3 separate regions of the Mus musculus genome follow, and regions 1 and 2 are each linked to region 3. The links are chromatin contacts, called in public Hi-C maps. All regions are on one chromosome and are shown on one strand. The core of a region is the stretch at or near the end of the contact, and the rest is flanking DNA. Distances in the headings are between cores, read along the strand shown. Region 1 overlaps Gm46959 (a long non-coding RNA gene). Region 2 has its middle 16 kb from the start of Gm31746. Region 3 has its middle 5.6 kb from the start of Gm31686.

Region 1 (2,838 bases), core at 101-2,600, 67 kb before region 3:
GACAGCTCCCAGGAACGAACCAAGCAGCATACACCTGAGAGAGAGATCTGCTACGTCAAACTTGGAGTTTAATCATAAAAAGCACGAGTGAGTCCTAACACTTCGTGTGGTCCTCTGTCGTTCTGCATTGGTTCTTTATCATTTCAGGTGAAACTGCCCCGGAGATGTGTAAGAATTAGTTTGATCATCACACAATCAGTTGTATGTTTTGTGATACCGTTTGCTCTCCATGGTGGACAGCTAGCTCTCTAGGGATGCACTCATGGTTCAGCTATGTACAGAGTCTTCCCACTCACACCCATAGTGCCCTGACCCCCCAGTTCAAAACTAATCCGAAGTCATCAAGCCTTGACCCTTAGGGAGGGCAGCCATGCCGTCAGCCAAGTAGGTTTACTGCCCCTCCTTCACTCTCTACCACTCATCAGCCTTGGTTTTATTTGCCTCAAAACTCCCATTAAATGTGTCTTGTAACACACAGTTCATTTCCCATGACCAGCATGTGGAGCTGGGTCGTTCTCCTACCAAAGAATCTAAACTATGCTTCCTTTCAACAACCCCCACACCCTGACCCACGATATACATTTCAGCGTGTTTTGTCTACGGTTCTGATTCCAGCCCTGTCATTTTCCTCATGATCACACCTTTGTGCTTCGGGACAGACACTGCAGAGTGGGAACAAGTCATTGATGCCAATGATACAGCAGCTGACCCAAACTCAGCTGTCACATGCCATCATCCTAGTCACCTACCCACGCCCACCCGCTGTTGACTGAATCATTTTTTTTCCTAATGCATATTCCAGTCTTGATTGACCATCCACCATATGGCAGGACTGTCCTGTGGGCAAGTTTATTAGTAACAGCTCACAGCTGGAGTTACAATAACTCCTCATGGCTTTGACATTGTACTAATTGACCAAGACATGTCTGTGAACAGGATGCAGAAAGTGGCCATTGCAAATTACCCCAAGCACAAATGGGAGGTTTAGTGGCAAAAACCAGTTTCAGATTAAAGGTGTCTGTATTTTAAGGCCAATGGGTGATAGGATGGGGAGATGTGGGAACCTTCTAGAAAGAGGGAGAGAGGAGGTGGGCTGGAATTCTTTGGAGCACCTAGCATGTCTTTATTCAAATGAATTGATTTGAACAAATTTCTGTTAATGAGAAAGAAGCAACTGTACTTAAAGTGGAACTAATCTCACAGTTTCAAACACTCAGACAATTAAGTCACTAAACCCATTGGGCATCCCCTGGTCATACTTCCCTGACTAATCCTGCTGTCCCAGGCAGAGCTGGGCAAGGCCAGAGAACAGTGTGTGCTGTGTTCGCCCTGTCACTTAGCATTAGAGTCAAAGAGGCCAAGTGTAAAAGGGAGCTGCTTGCCAGTGCTCAGGACAGAAGTGAGGGGACAGGCACTTGCTCTGAACTGTGAGTCTGGGGAGCCCCTGAAAAGTTATGAGAAGTGAATGGGCTGTCTGTGCATGGCTGAGGAAATGTCTTTCTCAGATGTTTTCAGCCAGTGACTTGATTGAGAGATGACCAGGGGAGGAGAAAGGATTACGCCAATGAGCTTGGAGTCTTATAAATCAGCAGTGTAGACGAGCTCAAGAGGAACTGTCAAACTCTGCAAAAACATGCTGTTGTGCAAGCTTCCGTGTCCTCTAAGAAACAAAGCCTAGCCTTGCCTTGCTCTCTAGATGAGAGAAGGCTTAGCTGAAGCTCACAGAGAACTGAGCACCGGAAGAAAACTATGGCCAGCTAAGAAATGGAAAAGAATAGATTCAAAGTAACACACACACACACACACACACACACACACACACACACACACACGCACACACCACTTCTCAGTTGTGATCTTGGTGCAAGCATCAAACTACAAATAGGGTCAAGAAACAGAGTCAAAAAAATGTCATGAGTAAAGCCTGACTAGAAATCCAGTAACATACTTGACTCTCATAAGCCTGCTCTCAACCAATGTCTTGATTTCTATCTGATGACTGAGGAAACCGAAGAGCAGAGATGGGTAGGAGGTGAACCTGTGAAGTATGGTACAAAAAATCTATATTCACATGGTTCCCCATTGATCTCCCTTTTTAGTTAATGACCTGCATACTAGGCGGCAGGGATTTGTGTGATATTGACATTTCACATTCCAAGAGTCATTCTGTGCCTTGAATGCATCTGTCTTCTGCTTTGTGCCCATGGCATTGGATCATCCCATAATCAACGGTGTCTGGCTTTATGTTAGTGAAAAGCAGCCTTGCATTTGCAAGCATAGGACTGAGCAGGAACCCTGTCAGGTTTCCAATGGCAACTGTGAGTCTGCCAGATCACGTTGTCTCCACCCACATGAAGGAATGAAGGGCAGTCTCTTGCACATCAGAAAACAAGGTCTGTTGACCCAGCCTGAGCTTGTGTTACTGTTGCCAGAGAAACATAATTGAATTTCCTGAATTATGCATAGTGAGATATAATGTTGTTTGAATAATCATATTTATTTGACTTCTAGGCCCAGTGGCATCTGTTGAGTTCACAAAGATCCTCTTGATGGAAGGAGGGATTTGTTCAGGAAGCTGTGATGGGCCCATGAGGCAGCAGGAGCTGGAGGATGCCTGGATAAGGTTGAAATGGGTCATCAGCTCCCCCATCCCAGGCCATATGTCTGCCCCCCGGGAAAGGAGAGGTGTCGGGAAGGGCAGAGCAGACCGGAGAGAAGGACAGAGGTAGAAGGGCCTTGGAAAACCATGGGTGAGCACATGTTTACTATCATGTACATCACTCACATGTGTGGGGACATTCCTAGGCACAGGCATGGTCTAGGCTAGCACAGTGATAC
Region 2 (2,700 bases), core at 3-2,502, 130 kb before region 3:
ATGCTTAGGAAGGACCAGACCCCAGCAGCTCTTTCAGAATATGGGAACACAGTGACAGGTTTGGTGGCCCTGGCAGCATGGAGACAGCTTTGGGTACGTGCTTGCAGGGTTTGGCTAAGCACCCTGCGTGGTCTGTATGGACCGTGTGAAGAACTTTTGCTGAATGTCTGCAGCACAGCAGCCCGACCTCAGGGCTTGGCAGCCACGCTCTCCAGCTCTCAGTTTGGTACAAAGTGCTATCATTACTGTTTGGAAGTCGCTCCTCCGTATAATGCGAAGGACTTCCAGGAAAAATGCTAGGAGTCACAAACAAAGCCATTACAAAACACAGGGTGATACGAACGCACACATCTTTGCAGGCTGTCGTCCGTTCCCCTCCCCCCCCCCTGCGCACCCCTGTTTTTCCTTTGATTTGACCTTCAGAGCCATCGGCGGGATGGAGGAAGTAGAGGGAGGGCAGGGTAGAAGGGAAGAAGGGAATATTTTCTCCGGTAAACGCAGGAAGCTCAGATATATGTGGAACTCCTTCAACAAGATCAGCTGGGGCTGAAGGATCTTTGGGGCAAACCCGAGTCAGTTTGTGGGTCTTCCCTGGGGAAGGCAGGCAGTGAGGCTGACAACCAGAGAAGTGGGAAGTAGCTCCTTGGTGCTGAGTTTGGCACCGAGTTTTGGGCTCCATTGGAGTCTTTGGCTTCCAAGCTAAACGCAGGGGGGATTGAAACCCACAGCAACCCAAACAAGGTTGAGGCTTGGCAGGAAGTTGCTGTGGGCTTGCGCTGCTCTTCACACGCTCTGGGCCGGGGCAGGTCTCTCAGAGGAGAGAGTAGTCTTTCCCTGCCAGTCCTGGTTCTTTGGACTCATTTGAACTCACACCACTGAATGCATTTACTTAGGGGACTGAGTTTTCCCCGAAGCAAAGCCCCTTCTAACACGTCTATCCTTGGTCTTATTTACCATGTAGCCTGCCAGTGAAGGAAGCCTAGGGTTGTTTTTGTGGAGAACTCATACTGAGATTTGAAGAGGCGCGCGCGCGCGTGCGTGCGTGTGTGTGTGTGTGTGTGTGTGTGTGTGTGTGTGTGTGAAAGGAAAATATGAACAGAGATTCGAAACTGAGATCTTTAGACTGTTAGTGTGAACCCCCACCCCTCAATAGTCCTAGAAAAACAGGCGATGTCGTCATAGCAGCTGCTGATGGCCTGACAGACAGTTTCCGCAGCGCTACATGAGGCCCTTTGGTGTCCCTGTCAGGAGATTGGCAGCTGAATGACACCAATGAGGCCAGGCCTGTATTCCCTCTGGGAACGCCGCCCTAATTGATAGACAGAAGGCAAAGAGAAGGATTGTTTTTGAACCTGAAAAGAATTCCCTTTTTTCTCCCTAAAGCTCACGCCCCCGCTCTCCACAGCTCTACCTCCCCACTTTTTTTTTTTTTTAAGGTGTTTTGTTCCAGAGGAGTTACAGAGCTTAATGGAACCAAGTGACTTTTACCCTTCTCAATCTGTCAGTCAAAAGCCCTGACTCCAGGCCTGTTAAATAAAGTCCTTTCAGAGGCAGACAGGAGAGGAATGTGTCAGTCAGTCACGCAATAGACCCTGTTGTGTTTTCATCTGTCAGAGGGGTGATGGGGGAGAGCCTCAGGCCCTGGGCAGGGCACATTCCCAGCAGCCGCTAAGAGGCCTTGACAAATCCAGGTGTGGAGCCAGAAGGTCCCCATTCACCCACATTCTTGAGGCCCAGACTTGGAGCCCCAGGCACTCAGCTTTGCAGTCAGCTATGAGATGTTTGGGCAAACATTCAGCACAGGGCTCATGCTAAGCATTTTTAACATAAAACCAACCACTAAGTGCCGGGTGACTGTGCAAGGCAAGGCTTTCAAATTAATACACTGCTTAGTGGGAAATACTGCAGACAGTAATGCTCCTGTCCAGGGGCCTTCGGGTAGACTCGAATTCCAAACCAATTTTGTAGAGCTGCTTTCCCCCCTTTTCCTAATACTCTCCTTTCCCATTATATGACAATCCATTAATCTTGCCCGTTTACTTAAATTGCTAGGTGATTTTTTTTTTCTGAGAGCTCTGAACAGTTGCTTTTGTTCATGATAGATTCAGAGTTTTATGTTTAAAAAAAAAACCCTCCTCTGTTAGACACACTAATGACCGACTCCTTAAGTTTGGGTGACACTTCCTCTGAGGGTTTTAGGAAAAAAAATAGGGTGAGGGAGGAGAGAGGGGGAGTACAGAAATTTCTCTGAACAAACAGGACTTGTTCTTCCCTGAGAACTGGCAAAAGCTGCAGGACATCACTCCAGATATTTTTATCTAACACAGAAGGTGTGTAGAGGGGCATGGGTCAGGTCCTGCGTGACAGTGGCCTGACAGTGGGTCTATGGGTCTATAGTCCCTCACTTCCAAAGTTTGTTTGAGTTCAGGATAAACCTGAGTATTAATTCTTTCTTGTTGGTTGTCATCTTTGTCCTCAGGAGAGCCCTTTTTGGGGTTAAATAAGACAACCCCTCCTCACCCGTCTCCTGAGTTCTTTCGCACCCCGAGGTCATCTCCCAGTACACCGCACCCAAAGGAGGCAGCTAGTGAGGTTCTCTGCCATCCTTCCCCCTTTTACCCCTTGTCTAGGAGGTTTAGGTATTAGGGGAGGCGGATCCTTCTGCAGCTTCCAAGACCACTAATATTACTTATAACATAG
Region 3 (2,853 bases), core at 145-2,644:
CAGCTCAGCAGAACAAAGGCATGCTCACAGGGTCTAAACAAGCACATATATTTTCACAGAAGGTGACAAGCCTAGAACTGGTTGTACATGTTTCCCAGTACTAGGCTAGGAGGGGTTTGGGGACTGAGGTACATTCTGTGTGTCCAAGCAGTGATGTAATGGTGACCAAAATAAAACTCTTGTTTTTTTCAACAACAGACTCCATGTGAAGGAGATGCAGAAATGTCATTGAGAGTTAGGAGGGTCAAGATCAGAAAGGGATCAGTTCAAAGGGACTGTGGCTCAGACTGCTTGGATCAGAGACTGCCTTCAAAATCCTGTTATTTCTTTATTGTGATGGTAGAGATAGAAACTGGGGCCTTACACATGCAAGGTAAGTAACCATGCCCCGAACCAGTCCCCTAGTCTGTGGCTTTTAAGTCAGGCCAACTGGGTTGATCCTCAGCTCTGTTACTCACTCTGTGTAACGTTAAGGACATCTCAGCTTCTTCCCCTACAAACAGATGCTTATTAATGATAGCAACAGGCTTGCATTTGCACCTAATATAGACCTGGACCGCTTGCCTCCACCTTCTGAAACCCAGAGAGAACCTAAGCTCTTTATGTGGAAAGAGCTCACTAGGCTGTCCAGAGTAACACACACACACACACACACACACACACACACACACACACACAGAGAGAGAGAGAGAGAGAGAGAGAGAGAGAGAGAGAGAGAGAGAGAGATTTCAATACTAGGAGCACATTTTCGTTCCCCCCACCACCACCCTTTTCTTTGAACCAGATGAGCACAAAGCTGTTTGACGGCTTTTGAATTTACAGAGTCCCCCCACCTTCTGCCCCCAACTCTTTTGAGCATCTCAGGCCAGATGAATTCTCCACGTCAGCAGAATTTTACATATGTTATGCAAAAGTACATCGCTGAAACACAGAGCAGAAGACATAAATAATGCAAATTGAACATCCATCTTAACCCCAGCCAGATGAGGCGGGGTGGGGCTACAATTAGCTAGGGAGAACTGACAATGGTTATTGTGGCGACATAATCTATGGGAGGTGTCCAGTTACAACCAGCACATTTGCAAGGCAGAAATATAGAGCCTGATAAAAGGAAAGGACAAAGAAAACCGTGAAGGGACAGAAAACATGGTAGGCAGACAGATAAACAGAACCCCCTGAGATGGACAGGCAGGGAGATGCACACACAAGGGAAGGCCAGCTTTGGCTTTGAGTCAGGGCAGAAAATGGCAGTGTTGTCCTTGAAATCCCTGCTGTGGGGGTCATGATCAAGCTGTTGATTCTGTTTCAGTCTAAATTACAAAGGACTTGCAATTATATGTTGAAAATTGTCCGGCCGTGTCCCCGAGCAGATGGGAAGGCCGTGGTGGCAGATGACATGAAGCTAGCAAGCTGCTGGCCCTTCCCTCCTTGGCGTGGACAGAGGTTGCCTGAGTACCAAGGCCAGCATTATCAACAACAAAATAGCCACTTTAAAAACAGCCTGTAGACAGTTGTCTGTAAACTGAGGACTCAAGTCATCAACTGGTTTGAATACTTGGTCCCTGGTAGACAAAGAAGTGATGGGAGTTTTCTTATCACTTGCCACTTACTCTGGCAACCCTGAATTGTGTCATCGCGTTGCTAGTTCTGCACTGGGCACAGGTGGGACAGTGGGAAGGACTATCAATCTGGCTCTCTGGCAAAGGATGCCAGCCTCCTTCCTTCTGGAGGCTGTGCTGGCTGGAGTGAGCCGCAATCACAGTACAATGCTTCGTTGCAAGCTTTCGCTGGACAGACACTCTAGGCACATAGAGAAGGAGCAAGCAAGCCCAGGGACAACAGTCCTCACCAAATGGCCTGGGCCATGGTAGGGAGCAGAGCCAGCATGCTCTGATCAGCAGTTGCTGGGGAGCCAACCTGAGCTTCCAGCAAGTCTGGATTGTGTGGAGGCTCATCTCCCAGGGGGAATCATCACCCAGCAGAGAGAAGCTCAACAGCATCATAATCATCACCAAACTTAGCAATGACGATCAGCAGTATGGGTTATGATCATAAAAACAAGCAAATTGAAAGCTAATGCTGACCGTGTGTTCCACACTGTGTTAAATACTTATAAGAATTTGTGTGTTTAGGAGATTGCTTCTGTTAGTTTTATTTCAGTAGTAAAAGGGATTGTGGTGCAGAGAAAAATGTTCCTCCAAGGACACAGGGGTAGCCTAATGACCTAAGTGACCACCACTCTTCATTCTTCCCAGGAGCTACCTCTAATGTCATTTTTGAAGCTCTTGTCTGGCCTGATGTCTTGTTTGACAGTGTCCTCATTCTGTGACCAGTTCTCATGATAACACATAGAACTCATAGATAACTCATGCTTTTGAACCCTTGGGCTGCTGGGTGCTTAAGCCTTGCCTGGCCTGCTAGAGGACGAAAAGCCATGTGGAACAGATATGCACTGTCCCAATGAAGACCAATCTATTCCAGCCAGTGCCTATGGCCTCATGAGAAAGTCTAGACCAGTGGTTCTCAACCTTCCTACTGCTGCGATACTTCAATACAGTTCCTCATGTTGTGGTGATCTCCCCCCCAACCATAAAAGTATTTCTGTTGCTACTTCATAGCTGTAATTTTGCTACTGTTATGAATTATAATGTAAATATTGTTGGAGATAAGAGGGTCAGTGAGGGGGTCGAGGCCCACAGGTTGAGAATCAATAGTCTAGCTATCCTCTGGTGAGTGTGGCCCACCCGTACTGGCAGAACCTCTAGTCAATCTCCTAACCTGTAAACGAGAATCTCTGGTATTGTTCTAGGCTAGCAAGATTGGGACGGTTGTTAGTCAGCAACGAAAACAAAA

Evidence for each region. A called contact is a pair of places that touch in the nucleus more often than the background predicts.
Region 1: a contact with region 3 is called in a Hi-C map of cerebellum, with 1.6 times the contacts expected there. The contact joins two enhancer-like sites. A contact is called at or near these places in 1 of 39 promoter capture datasets (the 3T3-L1 cell line), 3 of 15 datasets of contacts at CTCF or cohesin (the NIH/3T3 cell line, large pre-B cells and pro-B cells), 13 of 484 Hi-C or Micro-C datasets (the 3T3-L1 cell line, 3T3-L1-derived adipocytes, the C3H10T1/2 cell line and 6 more) and 2 of 115 datasets of contacts at active chromatin or transcription factors (embryonic stem cells and large pre-B cells).
Region 2: a Hi-C map of cerebellum shows a contact between it and region 3, with 2.1 times the contacts expected there. The contact joins two enhancer-like sites. A contact is called at or near these places in 2 of 39 promoter capture datasets (the 3T3-L1 cell line and the C10 cell line), 3 of 15 datasets of contacts at CTCF or cohesin (the NIH/3T3 cell line, large pre-B cells and pro-B cells), 18 of 484 Hi-C or Micro-C datasets (the 3T3-L1 cell line, adipose-derived mesenchymal stem cells, bone marrow-derived macrophages and 9 more), 4 of 115 datasets of contacts at active chromatin or transcription factors (embryonic stem cells, fibro-adipogenic progenitors, heart atrium and 1 more) and 1 of 9 other capture datasets (embryonic trunk).

Annotation. Positions count from the first base shown.
Region 1 is chr6:51,015,428-51,018,265 of GRCm38.p6, reverse strand. All of the region lies in intron 3 of Gm46959 (a long non-coding RNA gene), which reads right to left. Among named protein-coding and RNA genes, the nearest start is that of Gm46959, 15 kb to the right of the region's middle. Within about 2 kb of position 1,350, at least 36 of the 459 cell types and tissues checked have an H3K27ac peak or open chromatin away from gene starts, as enhancers often do. A contact at or near this core is called in cerebellum, where this site is marked.
Region 2 is chr6:51,075,958-51,078,657 of GRCm38.p6, reverse strand. No RefSeq gene overlaps it. Among named protein-coding and RNA genes, the nearest start is that of Gm31746, 16 kb to the right of the region's middle. Within about 2 kb of position 1,252, at least 80 of the 459 cell types and tissues checked have an H3K27ac peak or open chromatin away from gene starts, as enhancers often do. A contact at or near this core is called in cerebellum, where this site is marked.
Region 3 is chr6:50,948,507-50,951,359 of GRCm38.p6, reverse strand. No RefSeq gene overlaps it. Among named protein-coding and RNA genes, the nearest start is that of Gm31686, 5.6 kb to the right of the region's middle. Within about 2 kb of position 1,394, at least 15 of the 459 cell types and tissues checked have an H3K27ac peak or open chromatin away from gene starts, as enhancers often do. A contact at or near this core is called in cerebellum, where this site is marked.